Linked DNA regions of Hordeum vulgare: region 2 is linked to region 1. The links are chromatin contacts, called in public Hi-C maps. All regions are on one chromosome and are shown on one strand. The core of a region is the stretch at or near the end of the contact, and the rest is flanking DNA. Distances in the headings are between cores, read along the strand shown. Region 1 has its middle 470 kb from the start of LOC123395088. Region 2 holds the start of LOC123452367 (zinc finger CCCH domain-containing protein 23-like).

The links. Hi-C and Micro-C count contacts between places; a contact is called where the count stands out from the background.
Region 2: a Hi-C map of leaf shows a contact between it and region 1, with 6 times the contacts expected there. The contact joins the promoter of LOC123452367 here to the enhancer-like site in region 1. A contact is called at or near these places in 3 of 6 Hi-C or Micro-C datasets (leaf and seedling) and 1 of 1 datasets of contacts at active chromatin or transcription factors (embryo).

Annotation. Positions count from the first base shown.
Region 1 is chr5H:316,580,333-316,586,791 of MorexV3_pseudomolecules_assembly, reverse strand. No RefSeq gene overlaps it. Among protein-coding and RNA genes, the nearest start is that of LOC123395088, 470 kb to the right of the region's middle. Within about 2 kb of position 2,726, at least 3 of the 3 cell types and tissues checked have open chromatin away from gene starts, as enhancers often do. A contact at or near this core is called in leaf and seedling, where this site is marked.
Region 2 is chr5H:317,317,262-317,324,134 of MorexV3_pseudomolecules_assembly, reverse strand. LOC123452367 (zinc finger CCCH domain-containing protein 23-like) reads right to left here and starts at 2,238. Exons shown (of 9, transcript XM_045129019.1): 1 at 1,469-2,238; 2 at 1,198-1,389; 3 at 896-1,075; 4 at 645-745; 5 at 309-551; 6 at 1-152. The coding sequence starts at 2,100.

The DNA of each region.
Region 1 (6,459 bases), core at 1,477-3,976:
TCCAACCGTGCGGTCGGATTCGGACGATTCCGAACGCGGGAACGGGTAAGTGGCCGTGTAGGGTGGTATACCGGAGACGAGAGTGAAAACGGGCGGCGCGGCAACAAATTTTAAAACTCCGACAAACGTCCGACGGTAGACCGAGTACGATGCCGCTACGGTCGACCGTTCGGGTACCAGACGGACTCCGATCGCGACGAAATTCGACAGGCGGTCTAGCTATATCTAATCACGACCGCGTGCCAAGTTTCACCTCGATCAGAGAAAGTTTTCAACACACTTTTAAAACAGGGTTACGATGATGCCGCGGGCGCGTGCATGTGCGGACGGGCTCAGAACGGACAACGACACGAATCGGCAACTAACAACGGATGCAAGTTTCGAAAACTAGCGGCAACGGGATGCCGATGCAATGCTGATGATGCACATGATGCGATGATGATGCGACAAATGAAAATACCCACACGACGAAAACGTAAAGAAAGGGGAATCTTCTGGAACGTCGGCATCGGGCTGTCACAAATGCAGTCCAGGTTGCCGGTAGTTCGTGATCAACTTGGGCAAGAGGACCCTGCCTGTAATATGGTTCGGTGTCAAACACTAGCTCTTCCTGCTCGCTCTCAATGATCATGTTGTGCAAGATGACACAGCAATTCATGACTTCCCACATTTGATCTTTCGACCAGGTCTGGGCGGGGTACCGGACAACAGGAAATCGAGGTTGAAGCACACCAAATGCCCGCTCGACATCCTTCCTGCAAGCTTCTTGACGCTTGGCAAAGTAGGAGTTCTTGCCTCCTGGCGCAGGGTTTGAGATAGTCTCCACAAATCTGGACCATCTCGGATATATACCATGTGCTAGGTAGTATCCCTTGTTGTGGTGGTGCCTATTGACCTTGTAGTTAACCAGAGGAGCATGACCTTCAACAAGCTTGACAAAGACATTCAAGCATTGTAGTACGTTGACGTCATTATGAGTTCCTCGCATACCAAAGAAGGAGTACCAAATCTATAGGTCATGTGTGGTCACTGCCTCAAGTACCACACTACAACCTCCTTTGGCGCCTTTGTACATCTCATGTCAAGCAAATGGATAGTTTTTCCATTTCCAATGCATGCAGTCGATACTTCCAAGCATCCCAGGAAATCCTCTGCAAAACACTACCATCACTCCCCTGCAAAACTTGTACAAACACTCAATCGTGGTGGACTCGGACATCCGTCCATAGTCTTCTAAAATATCACCGGGACCTCCGTATCCAAGCATCCTCATAGCTGTCGTGCACTTCTGGAGTGAGGTGAATTCAAGTGTGCTAGTGCGATCCTTTTTGTACTTGAAGTAGCTGCCGAACTCCATCATGGAATTCACAATCCTGAGGAAGAGCTTTCAGCTCATCCGATAACGGCACTGAAATACTTTATCGCCGTGCACAGGAGCGTTGGCGAAGTAGTCGGTGTAGAGCAAGCAATAACCTTCCAGTCGATGCCTCTACTTTGCCTTCAGCCGGCCCAGCGTCGTGCCACCTCGCCACGGTTTTGCGTTGCTCGCGAACAGGCCAGCCAAAGAGGCGAGGACCATGAGGTGCTCTTCGTCCTGGGCGTCGGCATCGGCTTCCTCCTCCAGTAGAGCCGTGAACGCTCCTCGTCGTTGGAGTCCATTGCCGAGACAAATTGCCGAACACCTGGCGGGCGTGGCAGACGTGCAGCAGCATGCGTGGCCAGAGCGTCGGAAAAACTCACCAAGAAGCAGGGAGGCGAAGCCGCGGCGAACCCTCCCTTTCTCGCCGGGGAGATGGTTTTTGTAGTGGCGGTAGGTAGGTGGGTGGCGTCGGGATCGACACGACGGCAAAAGGTGTAGTGCGCGCGGGGGGCTGATCTCGAGATGAAAAACCGTTTTTCGCGTGACAGTACCAGCCCACCCGTCGTTTTCCTTTGCGTCGAAGCCCCCAAGCGCCCCCAGCACGCTGGGTTCGGCCTGAGATCGTCGGGCCTAAAAATGAGCCCAACCGATGAAAATTGGTGTCCTGAAAACGCGACTATGACGATTTTTGGACGCCGGCGAAAAAAAAAACACGTCATGGGGCCTCTTGGGGGTGCAGGTAGAGATGCTCTTAGGCCCTGTTTCTTTAAAAAGTCTTAGGACTTTTTTTAGTCCCAACTAAAAAGTCTCTAGTCCCTACCTGTTTCTTTCCAAGGACTAAACATGGACTAGAAGTCATTAAATGACATGCAAAAAGACCATGTTACCCCTAGTAATGTATTATAAGTTATTAAATGACATGTTAAAAGTAGGGGCACTGTTGGAAAAAGTGTCAAAAAGTCCCAAAAAGTCCCTCCCATAGAGACTTTTTCCTTTAGTCCCAAATACCCCCTTTTAGTCCCTAAAAGTCCCTCCTGTTTCTTTCACTTGGGACTAAAAGGGACTTTTTTTAGTCCCTACACCAAAAAATCTCTGAAAAGAAACACCCCTTGACCACCATCCAGTTGCTAATTAGTTAACCCACGAGCTAAAGCTGAGACATGCCCATGCAATCTTTGTATGAATGCTAATCAATCAGTGGTAGTTGGTGCCTTCTCCTGACATTACAACTCCGATTCAGGTAAGCATGATGTGACCTGCAACAAAATTAATAATGCTAAGTGGAGCTAATGTATCATCTTAGGGTATGATTAAGGTGTCCGTTGCTCCTGTTTGCTAGCAGTGCCTGTCTAATCATTGGGGTTGGGAGGCCAGGGTATCTCCGGTCCTACTATCGCTGTCAGCGTGCATAAAATCTGCTGGAGTAATTGTGCACCGGTTATCTGTTTGATTCTTGTCAGCGATGTTTATGTTTGCCATGATATAAAGAAGGTTCGGTGATTGTGATCTGCTGATTTTGACATCTGTTTACTGTGTTCGTTTTCTTCAGACACGCAGGTATACTTTTGTCCTGTGGCTAACTGGATGAAGTTGCTACGGTGTGCGAGACCCACACGCACACCTCGCGTCTCTCAGCCGCGCTCCCCCAAGGCGATGTGGTAACCGTTCGTATACACATGTATTTTTTTACACGTGTATCTCACCGGTCGTATCTGAATTCCAGTTGAGAAACAAAACGACTAATCAAGGTCTCTATATTTTACAGGTATAAAACAGCTAGAAACATCTTTATTTGATGGGAAAAAATTATCTTTCACCAGCCGATCCGCCCAATCCATCCGTCGCCCTGCTCGTCCGTTAAATCTCGAAACTGGATCGGTGTTTCAGAAACTGGGCAGGTGTTTCACAAAGCTGCCTGGTACGTGCCTTCGCCTCCGCCTCGGCCCCGACGACCTTGCCGCCGCCGGCCTGCTGCGGCCCCGTCGCCCCTCCGTCGTCGTCCTGCTGCGGCCCCGACGACCTCGCCGCCGGCCTGCTGCGGTCCCGTCGCCCCTCCGCCGTTGGCCTGCTGCGGCCCCGACGACCTCGCCGCTGCGGGCCTGCTCAGCCTCGCCGGAGCTGCCGCCGTTGCCATGGCCTTCCCCGCCCTGCTCCCGGCCCCGTCGGCGAGCTCCCGCGACCACGGGGCAGCTGCCTCGCCTCACGCGGCCAGGGCCAGCCGCCCGTCGCCCACACCGCCGGAGTGCTGCGGCGTCCCAGCCCGCTCTCGGCTCCGCCGTAGCCCCTCGGCCACGCCGGCAAGCTCCCGCAACCAGGGGGCTAGACGCCTCGCCGCCCGTCGCCCCGCACCGCCGTAGCGCGGCCCCATCCCTGCCCGCTGCAAAAAATTCCTGAAACATGACCTTTGTTGCAAAAAATTCTTCCGCAACAGCACCTAAGTTTGCAGAAAGACGAACAATTTTTTTCATGAAACAAGCAATTGTTTCTGAAACTCGACCGTTGTTTCAAGATTTAATTGATCCAAAGTTTATTTTTTGCAACAAAGTGATTGTTTCTGCAACTCGAACGTCGTTTCAGGAATTAAATCAGGAGCGGATCGGACGGCTATGGGCGAGATCGAACGACTGTGGAGGTGATGGATTTTTAGTAAATATCCACCGGTGGATTGGTAGCAGCCCCCTAATAATATTATATACCAACTATAAATTATGAAAACATACATTTGAAAAAGCATTCACAAAAACCAGGAATCGAAAGAAACCAAAATTTTGAAAAAGGTCAGTACCAATTAAGAGAATTAGTAAAAATGGAAAAGGTTTGTGAATTTGAAAACAATTCATTGAATTTGAAAAAAGGTTCATCGAATCTGAAAAAGTTCTTCAAACGTTCATCGATTTAGAAAAGCGTTCACCGATTTTGACAAAAAGCTCATCGACTTCGAAAAAAGATCATCGAATTCAAAAAATAGTTCATCGATTTTTCAAAAAGGTTCACATATTTGTGTAAAGTTCATCGACTTTTAAAAAAAGTTCACCAATTTGAAAAAAAAGATCATCGACTTTGAAGAAAAGTTCACTAATTTGAAAAAGAGTTCATCGAATTTGAAAACCAATTCTTCTAATTTTCAAAAAGGTTCACGTATTTTAATAAATCTAAACGACTTTTAAAAAAGTTCACCAATTTGAAAGAAAAGTTCATCTGCTTTGAAAAAAAGTTCATCAATATTGAAAATAGGTCCATCAATCTTCAGAAAAGTTCAGGAATTTTTTAAAAAGTTCATCAAGTTTGAAATAAGTTCATCTATATTGAAAAAAGTTCATCAAATTTCTAAAAAAGTTGATTGAATTTCAAATAAGTTCATCTATATTGAAAAAGTTCATCAAATTTTTGGAAAAATTCATTCAATTTGAAATAAGTTCATCGAATTTGAAAAAAATCTTCCAATTGAAAAAACATTCATCTAAGTTTTTAAAAGTTCATCATTTTAAAGAAAAAATTCAAAAATTGGGAAAGAATATCGTCCATTGCGAAACATTTCACGCATTAAATAAAAAATAAACAATGAAAAAAAAGAAAAAAAAATGTAGGAAACACATCAGACATTTTGTCTACGTATAAAATGAGAAAAGGAAGTAAGAAAGTACCTGAGGTGATGTTCGTGTAGTGGTTAGTTCAGTTAGTTTAGAAGAAAGATGTCGTCAATTCGATCGCTGATGCACGCACTTTCTTTCTCTAATTTTTTGGGGTTTTGAAACACATGAAAATATGTAATTGGGCCAAGCCCAACAAGCATGGATGCAGGCGTCGGTTTGCAATAAAGGGAAAAACCGACTCCTACAACGTTAAATATGGTTTGCCCCTTAAGTAGGCTATTTAGCCGGGAGCTCCTATACGGCGCTGCAGGCGCAGGTTCCTGCTTCTGGCGCCTGCAGCGCCCCCCTTGGGCCGACCCATAAAACATCTCCTGACGCCCTGCTGCAGGTCCTAAAAAATTTCATTGATTTCTTAAAACGTTAATTACAAAACATACATTAAATTTTATTGAATTAAAAAGCACTGAATCAGATTTGAAAAAAGTTCAATGATTATGCAAAAAAAATCACAGTTTTTTAGAATATGTACATGGATTTTCAAAAAGTTTACAGAATTCGAAAAAATCATTGAATTTGGTAAAACGATTCATAAATTTTTTAAAATAGTTCAATATTTGTCAAAAAGTTCACGAATCTTCAAATATGTTCACAGATTTTTAAAAAAAGTTTTAAAAATAGTTCATTGAATTTAGAAAAAAATCATGAATTTTAAATATATGTCCACCGAATTTCAAAAGAAGTTCAACGATTTCAGAAAAAAAATCGTAATATTTTAGAAATTGTTTATTGATTTCCAAAAAAGTTCACGAATTTGAAAATATGTTCACCGATTTTCAAAAGAAGATCACCGATTTCGAAAAAAACAGTCATCAATTTTAAAAAATAGTTAATCGATTTTGGAAAAAGTTCGCGAATTTTAAAATATGTTCACCGATTTTCAAAAAGAGTTCATCGATTTATAAAAACGTTCACAAATTTTAAATCATGTTCACGGATTTTAAGAAATGTCCACCATTTTCGAAAAAAAGTTCATCGATTTGAAAAAAAGTTCACCAATTAAAAAAGATTCCAACAAATTTCCTAAAATAATCGATTTGTAAGTAAATTTACATATTTCCAAAAAAAAAATCAATGAACCAGCATGAAAAGGAAAAAAGGAAAACGACTAACAATAATAATAAAAAGGGACAATAAAGAATAAAGAAACTAAAAGGTTCATTTTCATCACATACCGTTTGGTGGCGGAGTGGTTGCAACACTAGAATATCTCTGAGAGATCGCTGGTTCGAATATCACTAGCGCTCTTTTGTTTTTACGTAAAAACACCTGGGCGGCCCATGACCGAGCGCTGCAGGCGTCCGTTAAGAAAAATGCACTTTAACCAGCGCCTGCAGCTTCAAATAGGATTTGCCCATTTAGCCAGCCGACGCACAAACCCCTCCGACGTGGACGCCAGCCCATTAACTTCACTTTAAAGTTCTCATGTTTTAGCACGACGCCTAGTAG
Region 2 (6,873 bases), core at 989-3,488, 740 kb before region 1:
AGGACCAGATTCCCTCTTCTCGTCTTCCCCGGAGTTGACTCCTTGGTTGGCATTCCCGTCGCTCTCCTCTTCCTGCCTGCCTTCTGTGGCAATGGTGGCACAAATAGCAGCAGGAGCAGACGCCATCATCATGGCACTGCTCATCTTGTGATCTACCACAACCACAAGCCACAGTAAAGTCACAACCATTGATCAATGGTAAGTATTTCTTTCCAAGTAAAAATAAAACAACCATTGATCAAAGAGCAACCTCTCCTGGCATGCCATGGGAAGAGGATAACATGTCAAGATCAGGAGGTAAGCAAAACCTTGGATTGCAGCATCCTCCAGATGAACGGCATTGCCGTTGCCGATGCCATCGGTCTGCCGGAGAGCCACGGGGGAGCCGAGATGGTGGTGACCCCTCTTGAGGTCGAGAAACTGCAGCCCCATGAAGCGGCGGCTCTGCAGGTCGATGGCCTGCTGCAGCTCCGCCGCCTGCTGCTGCTCCTCCAGCTTCCTCCGCAGAAACGCCTCATGGCTGCCAGTGTTGCCGAACATCATCCTCGGCCCTAACAAATCAACCGCAGCACCATTGAATTTGTGATCGGCAACGGGAATGCAGCAAGAATGCATGCGCAGAGCAGCGTGGTTCTATCGCTCACCGATCTGCGGTGACTGAAGGTCGAAGGGGTCCCTGGAATCGAGCAGACCGGTGGGCGTCGTGCACCCGGCGAAGTCGCCATGCTGCGGAGCCTGGAACTTCCTGCAATTCATACAGCAATAAATCAAGGTCAGAAAAATGTGTTTCTTTCTCCGAAAACCTGCCATTATTAACTGAATCGAACTAGCAAGATATTATACGAGGAAAGTGGAAAAGGAAATGTAAGGCGGCGATGGCGGAACGCGCCTGAACCTGTCGGGGACCTTGCCCTTTTCCTTGTAGGGCTTGACGAGGACGCGGGCGTCGCAGACGAAATGCGGGTTCCCCTTGGCGAGGATGAGCCTCACCGTCTCCGCGTACACGAACGTCACGAAGCCGAACATGCGCTTCTGCTGGTACGGGATGCGCACGTCCTGCACCGGCCCGTAGTAACTGCTCCATGGATGGATCCGTTCTAATTGTTAGGAAAGAAAGACTGCAAAACGTTTGCTGCTTGATTGAACGGGTCAAGGAGGAGAGCAGCCATGGCGGCGGCGGCGCGCTTGGAACGGTACCTGAAGTAGGAGGATACGTCCTCCTCGCTGAAGGTGGAGTCGGCCGGGAATGTCAGGTAGATCTGCCGCGCGGCGGGGTTGGAGGCGAGGTCGCCGCCGCGGTCCATCCGAGGCGACCGCACGGAGAACTTGTGCATGTCGTCGCCGCCGCCACCGCCACCGCCAAGAAGCATGGCCGCCGCCGCCGCCGCCCTGGAATAGCAAGCAAGATTAGCACTGGAGAGAGCAACCAAAAATGCAATCTTTGGGGGTAAATCGGTAATCGTGTCACCTCTGGGAGTCGCTCTGCTGCTGCTGCTGCTGTTGCTGGAGCAGGAAGTTGAGGCCTCTGGGCGACGGCAAGAAGGGGAAGGGGGATGGCATGAGCTCCGACCGCGTGGCCGCCGTCCAGACATCCATGTCCTGCTCGGTGACGTGGTCAGGCAAGCCGTGGACAAACCGGCAGGAGGAGCCGTTCTTGCAGAAGCCGCGCGCGTAGTACATGCACGGCTTCCACCCGCCCGCCGCCGCCTCGGCGTCGCTCAGCGAGAAGCTCCGGCGGTGCTGTCCGCCGCTCGCCGGGGACCAGCACCCGTACTCCTCCGGCGCGTAAAACCCTTCCCCGCCGACGCCTTCGTACCTCGCGTGGTCGACGCCAGGGAACGGTGCGTCCTCCGCTGACAGCCCGGCGCCCCACGACGCCGCGGGCGGGGAGGGCTTGTTGTGGTGGGCGGCCGCGGCGAGGTCGGCGCGTGCCCTGGCGACGACGCCCTGGAGCAGGTGCTCGGGGCCGAAGGCGAGGCGGATCATGTCCTCCTCGCTCTTGTCCTGGATGAGGAGCATGCCCATGATCTTGGAGGCGAGGTCCGGGTGCAGCGCCTGCACCCGCGCAAACACCACCTTGGTGGCCTCGTAGGCGTCCATGGATGGCACCCCGCTTTCGCTCCTCCCGGTGCGGTTTTGATGGGGAGAGGAGAGATGGGGAAGGTGAAAGATGAAGTTACAGAGGAGGAAGAGGGGAGCGGAGGAGGGGCCTCTGAAGGGAAGGTGTAAGTTGCACGGTGAATTAAATAGCGCGGTTGGGGCGTGGTCTTGGGGAGAGGGAAAGTTGGCTGTTTTGTCTCCTTTCCCCTCTTTTCGGTTCCCCTCTTTCAAATTTTGGGCTTGGGTTTTTTCGTGCCTCGTTCTTTTAGAAATGACCACGGTTTTGCTTGTGCGCCAAGGGTGTGCTGTGGTCAACACCTGGATCCAGGCAAAATTTATCATGTTTCGAAATTGGACTTGTTGGTTTGGTCATTCCAATCTTATAGCCATGTTTGATTTATTTATATTATTGTTTAGATGGATATTTGAATTATTTTATGGATCGTCTTCCAACCAAATGTTAGTAGTGGGACGGCTTTTAGTGATGCATCGAAATCGCGATAGTTCTCCGTATGAACATGATTGTGCACGGTGTTAGGTGTTTATATGTTAATTCATCGCAATGGTTGTACTTCATCGTAAATGGCAGTGACAGCTGGTACGTCATGTTTACAGTGTCGTTTCATACATTAATACGGACACGTAATTTATGGATGGTGTAAATACGATGACTGGTGCGCCTCTGTCATACGTTGTCTTTTATACGTTAACACGGTGCAGCAATGGCGCTTGACAGCAGTGACAGCTAATGTGCGACAGTTACACTTTGACTCGTGCAGTGAATGTGCTTCACGGTAAATACGAGTGCGAGCTAGTGTGGGAAGGTTATACTTTGGCTGGTGCACCGAATATGCTTCATGGTGAACATCAGTGCCAGCTAGTGTGCGAAGGTTATACTCTAACTGGTGGAGTGAATGTGTTTCACAGTAAATATCAGTGTGAGCTAGTGTTCGACGGTTACATTTTGACTGGTGCAGCGAATGTGCTTCGATGTAAATACGAGTATGAGCTGGTGCAGATCGATTATACTATGATGTTTATGAATTAATAGCGTGTAATATTAAGGCTTCGCCATAAACAACAACACAACTAGTTCACACTCACCTCTCACCTTACCTTGCTTAATTGGTTTGTCCAACATCTCACCAAATTGCTTGCAATGGATTTCTAAAGTTGATCCACATGAATCAATATGATTTTTATCAAAACTAGAACAATATAAAATGTGTGTCACAAGCTTTGAGCACATGTATTACTGCCATAAGTCAAATAAAGAACTTATGATCCCAAATTATATTTTGAAATGCCTTTCATAAAATTGAGCATAGAGCGATTCGTGAATTCTGAAGCACAAGTGGTAACAAATGGTGCTCCTCGATTGAGAGTGTCCTTAGTATTGGAACCTCTTGTATCCTTTCAATTGTAGTGTCTCGGAGTGGTGAAGTTGTGTGTGGTCCAACACATGTCTTGGCCCACCCAAGCATCTAGCTTGGGCTCATATTACTCTTGGAAATATGCCCTAGAGGCAATAATAAATTAGTTATTATTATATTTCTTGGTTCATGATAATCGTTTATTATCCATGCTATAATTGTATTGATTGGAAACACAATACTTGTGTGGATACATAGACAAAACACTGTCCCTAGTAAGCCACTAGTTGACTAGCTCGTTGATCAAAGATGGTCAAGGTTTCCTGGCCATAGGAAAGTGTTGTCACTTGATAACGGGATCACATCATTAGGAGAATCATGTGATGGACTAGACCCAAACTAATAGACGTAGCATGTTGATCGTGTCATTTTGTTGCTACTGTTTTTTGCGTGTCAAGTATTTGTTCCTATGACCATGAGATCATATAACTTACGGACACCGGAGGAATGCTTTGTGTGTATCAAACGTCGCAACGTAACTGGGTGACTATAAAGATGCTCTACAGGTATCTCCGAAGGTGTTCGTTGAGTTAGTATGGATCGAGACTGGGATTTGTCACTCCGTGTGACGGAGAGGTATCTCGGGGCCCACTCGGTAATACAACATCACACACAAGCCTTGCAAGCAATGTGACTTAGTGTAAGTTGCGGGATCTTGTATTACGGAACAAGTAAAGAGACTTGCCGGTAAACGAGATTGAAATAGGTATGCGGATACTGACGATCGAATCTCGGGCAAGTAACATACCGAAGGACAAAGGGAATGACATACGGGATTATATGAATCCTTGGCACTGAGGTTCAAACGATAAGATCTTCGTAGAATATGTAGGATCCAATATGGGCATCCAGGTCCCGCTATTGGATATTGACCGAGGAGTCTCTCGGGTCATGTCTACATAGTTCTCGAACCCGCAGGGTCTGCACACTTAAGGTTCGACGCTGTTTTATGCGTATTTGAGTTATATGGTTGGTTACTGAATATTGTTCGGAGTCCTGGATGAGATTACGGACGTCACGAGGGTTTCCGGAATGGTCCGGAAACGAAGATTGATATATAGGATGACCTCATTTGATTACCGGAAGGTTTTCGGAGTTACCGAGAATGTACCGGGAATGACGAATGGGTTCCGGGAGTTCACCGGGGGGGCACCCACCCCGGGGAAGCCCATAGGTGTTGGGGGTGCCGCACCAGCCCTTAGTGGGCTGGTGGGACAGCCCAAAAGAGCCCTATGCGCAATGGAAGGAAAATCAAAGAGAAAAAAAAGGAGGTGGGAAAGGGAAGAAGGACTCCACCTTCCAAACCAAGTAGATTTCGGTTTGGGAGGGGGAGACCTTCCCCCTTGGCTCGGCCGACTCCCTTGGGAGTCCTTGGACCCCAAGGCAAGTCTCCCCCCTCCTCCTCCTATATATAGTGGGGTTTTAGGGCTGATTTGAGACAACTTTTGCCACGGCAGCCCGACCACATATCTCCACGGTTTTACCTCTAGATCGCGTTTCTGCGGAGCTCGGGCGGAGCCCTGCTGAGACGAGATCATCACCAACCTCCGGAGCGCCGTCACGCTGCCGGAGAACTCTTCTACCTCTCCGTCTCTCTTGCTGGATCAAGAAGGCCGAGATCATCGTCGAGCTGTACGTGTGCTGAACGCGGAGGTGCCATCCGTTCGGCACTAGATCGTGGGACTGATCGCGGGATAGTTCGCGGGGCGGATCGAGGGACGTGAGGACGTTCCACTACATCAACCGCGTTCACTAACGCTTCTGCTGTACGGTCTACAAGGGTACGTAGATCACGCATCCCCTCTCGTAGATGGACATCAGCATGATAGGTCTTCGTGCGCGTAGGAATTTTTTTTTCCCATGCGACGTTCCCCAACAGTGGTATCAGAGCCAGGTTCATGCGTGGATGTCTTCTCGAGTAGAACACAAAAGTTTTTGTGGGCGGTGATGTGCGTTTTTCTGCCCTCCTTAGTCTTTTCTTGATTCCGTGGCATTGTTGGATCGAAGCGGCTCGGACCGACATTACTCGTACGCTTACGAGAGACTGGTTTCATCGCTACGAGTAACTCCGTTGCTCAAAGATGACTGGCGGGTGTCAGTTTCTCCAACTTTAGTTGAATCGGATTTGACCGAGGAGGTCCTTGGATGAGGTTAAATAGCAACTCATATATCTCCGTTGTGGTGTTTGCGTAAGTAAGATGCGATCCTACTAGATACCCATGGTCACCACGTAAAACATGCAACAACAAAATTAGAGGACGTCTAACTTGTTTTTGCAGGGTATGCTTGTGATGTGATATGGCCAACGATGTGATGTGATATATTGGATGTATGAGATGATCATGTTGTAATAGATAATATCGACTTGCACGTCGATGGTACGGCAACCGGCAGGAGCCATAGGGTTGTCTTTATAACTAACGTTTGTGCTTGCAGATGCGTTTACTATTTTGCTAGGATGTAGCTTTAGTAGTAATAGCATGAGTAGCACGACAACCCCAATGGCGACACGTTGATGGAGATCATGATGATGGAGATCATGGTGTGACGCCGGTGACAAGAAGATCGTGCCGGTGCTTTGGTGATAGAGATCAAGAAGCACGTGATGATGGCCATATCATGTCACTTATGAATTGCATGTGATGTTAATCCTTTTTGCACCTTATCTTGCTTAGAACGACGGTAGCATTATGAGGTGATCTCTCACTAAAATTTCAAGACGAAATTGTGTTCTCCCCGACTGTGCACCGTTGCAACAGTTCTTCGTTTCGAGACACCACGTGATGATCGGGTGTGATAGACTCAACGTTCACATACAACGGGTGCAAAACAGTTGCACACGCAGAACACTCGGGTTAAGCTTGACGAGCCTAGCATGTGCAGACATGGCCTCGGAACACATGAGACCGAAAGGTCGAGCATGAATCGTATAGTTGATATGATTAGCATAGAGATGCTTACCACTGAAACTATTCTCGACTCACGTGATGATCGGACTTGAGATAGTGGATTTGGATCATGTACCACTCAAATGACTAGAGAGATGTACTTTTTGAGTGGGAGTTCTTAAGTAATATGATTAATTGAACTAATTGTCATGAACATAGTCTAATGGTCTTTGCGAATTACGATGTAGCTTGCGCTATAGCTCTACAGTTTTTTATATGTTCCTAGAGAAAATTTAGTTGAAAGTTGATAGTAGCAAACTTTGCAGACTAAGTCTGTAAAACCGAGGATTGTCCTCGTTGCTGCACAGAAGGCTTATGTCCTTAATGCACCACTCGGTGTGCTGCACCTCGAGCGTCGTCTGTGGATGCTGTGAACATCCGACATACACGTT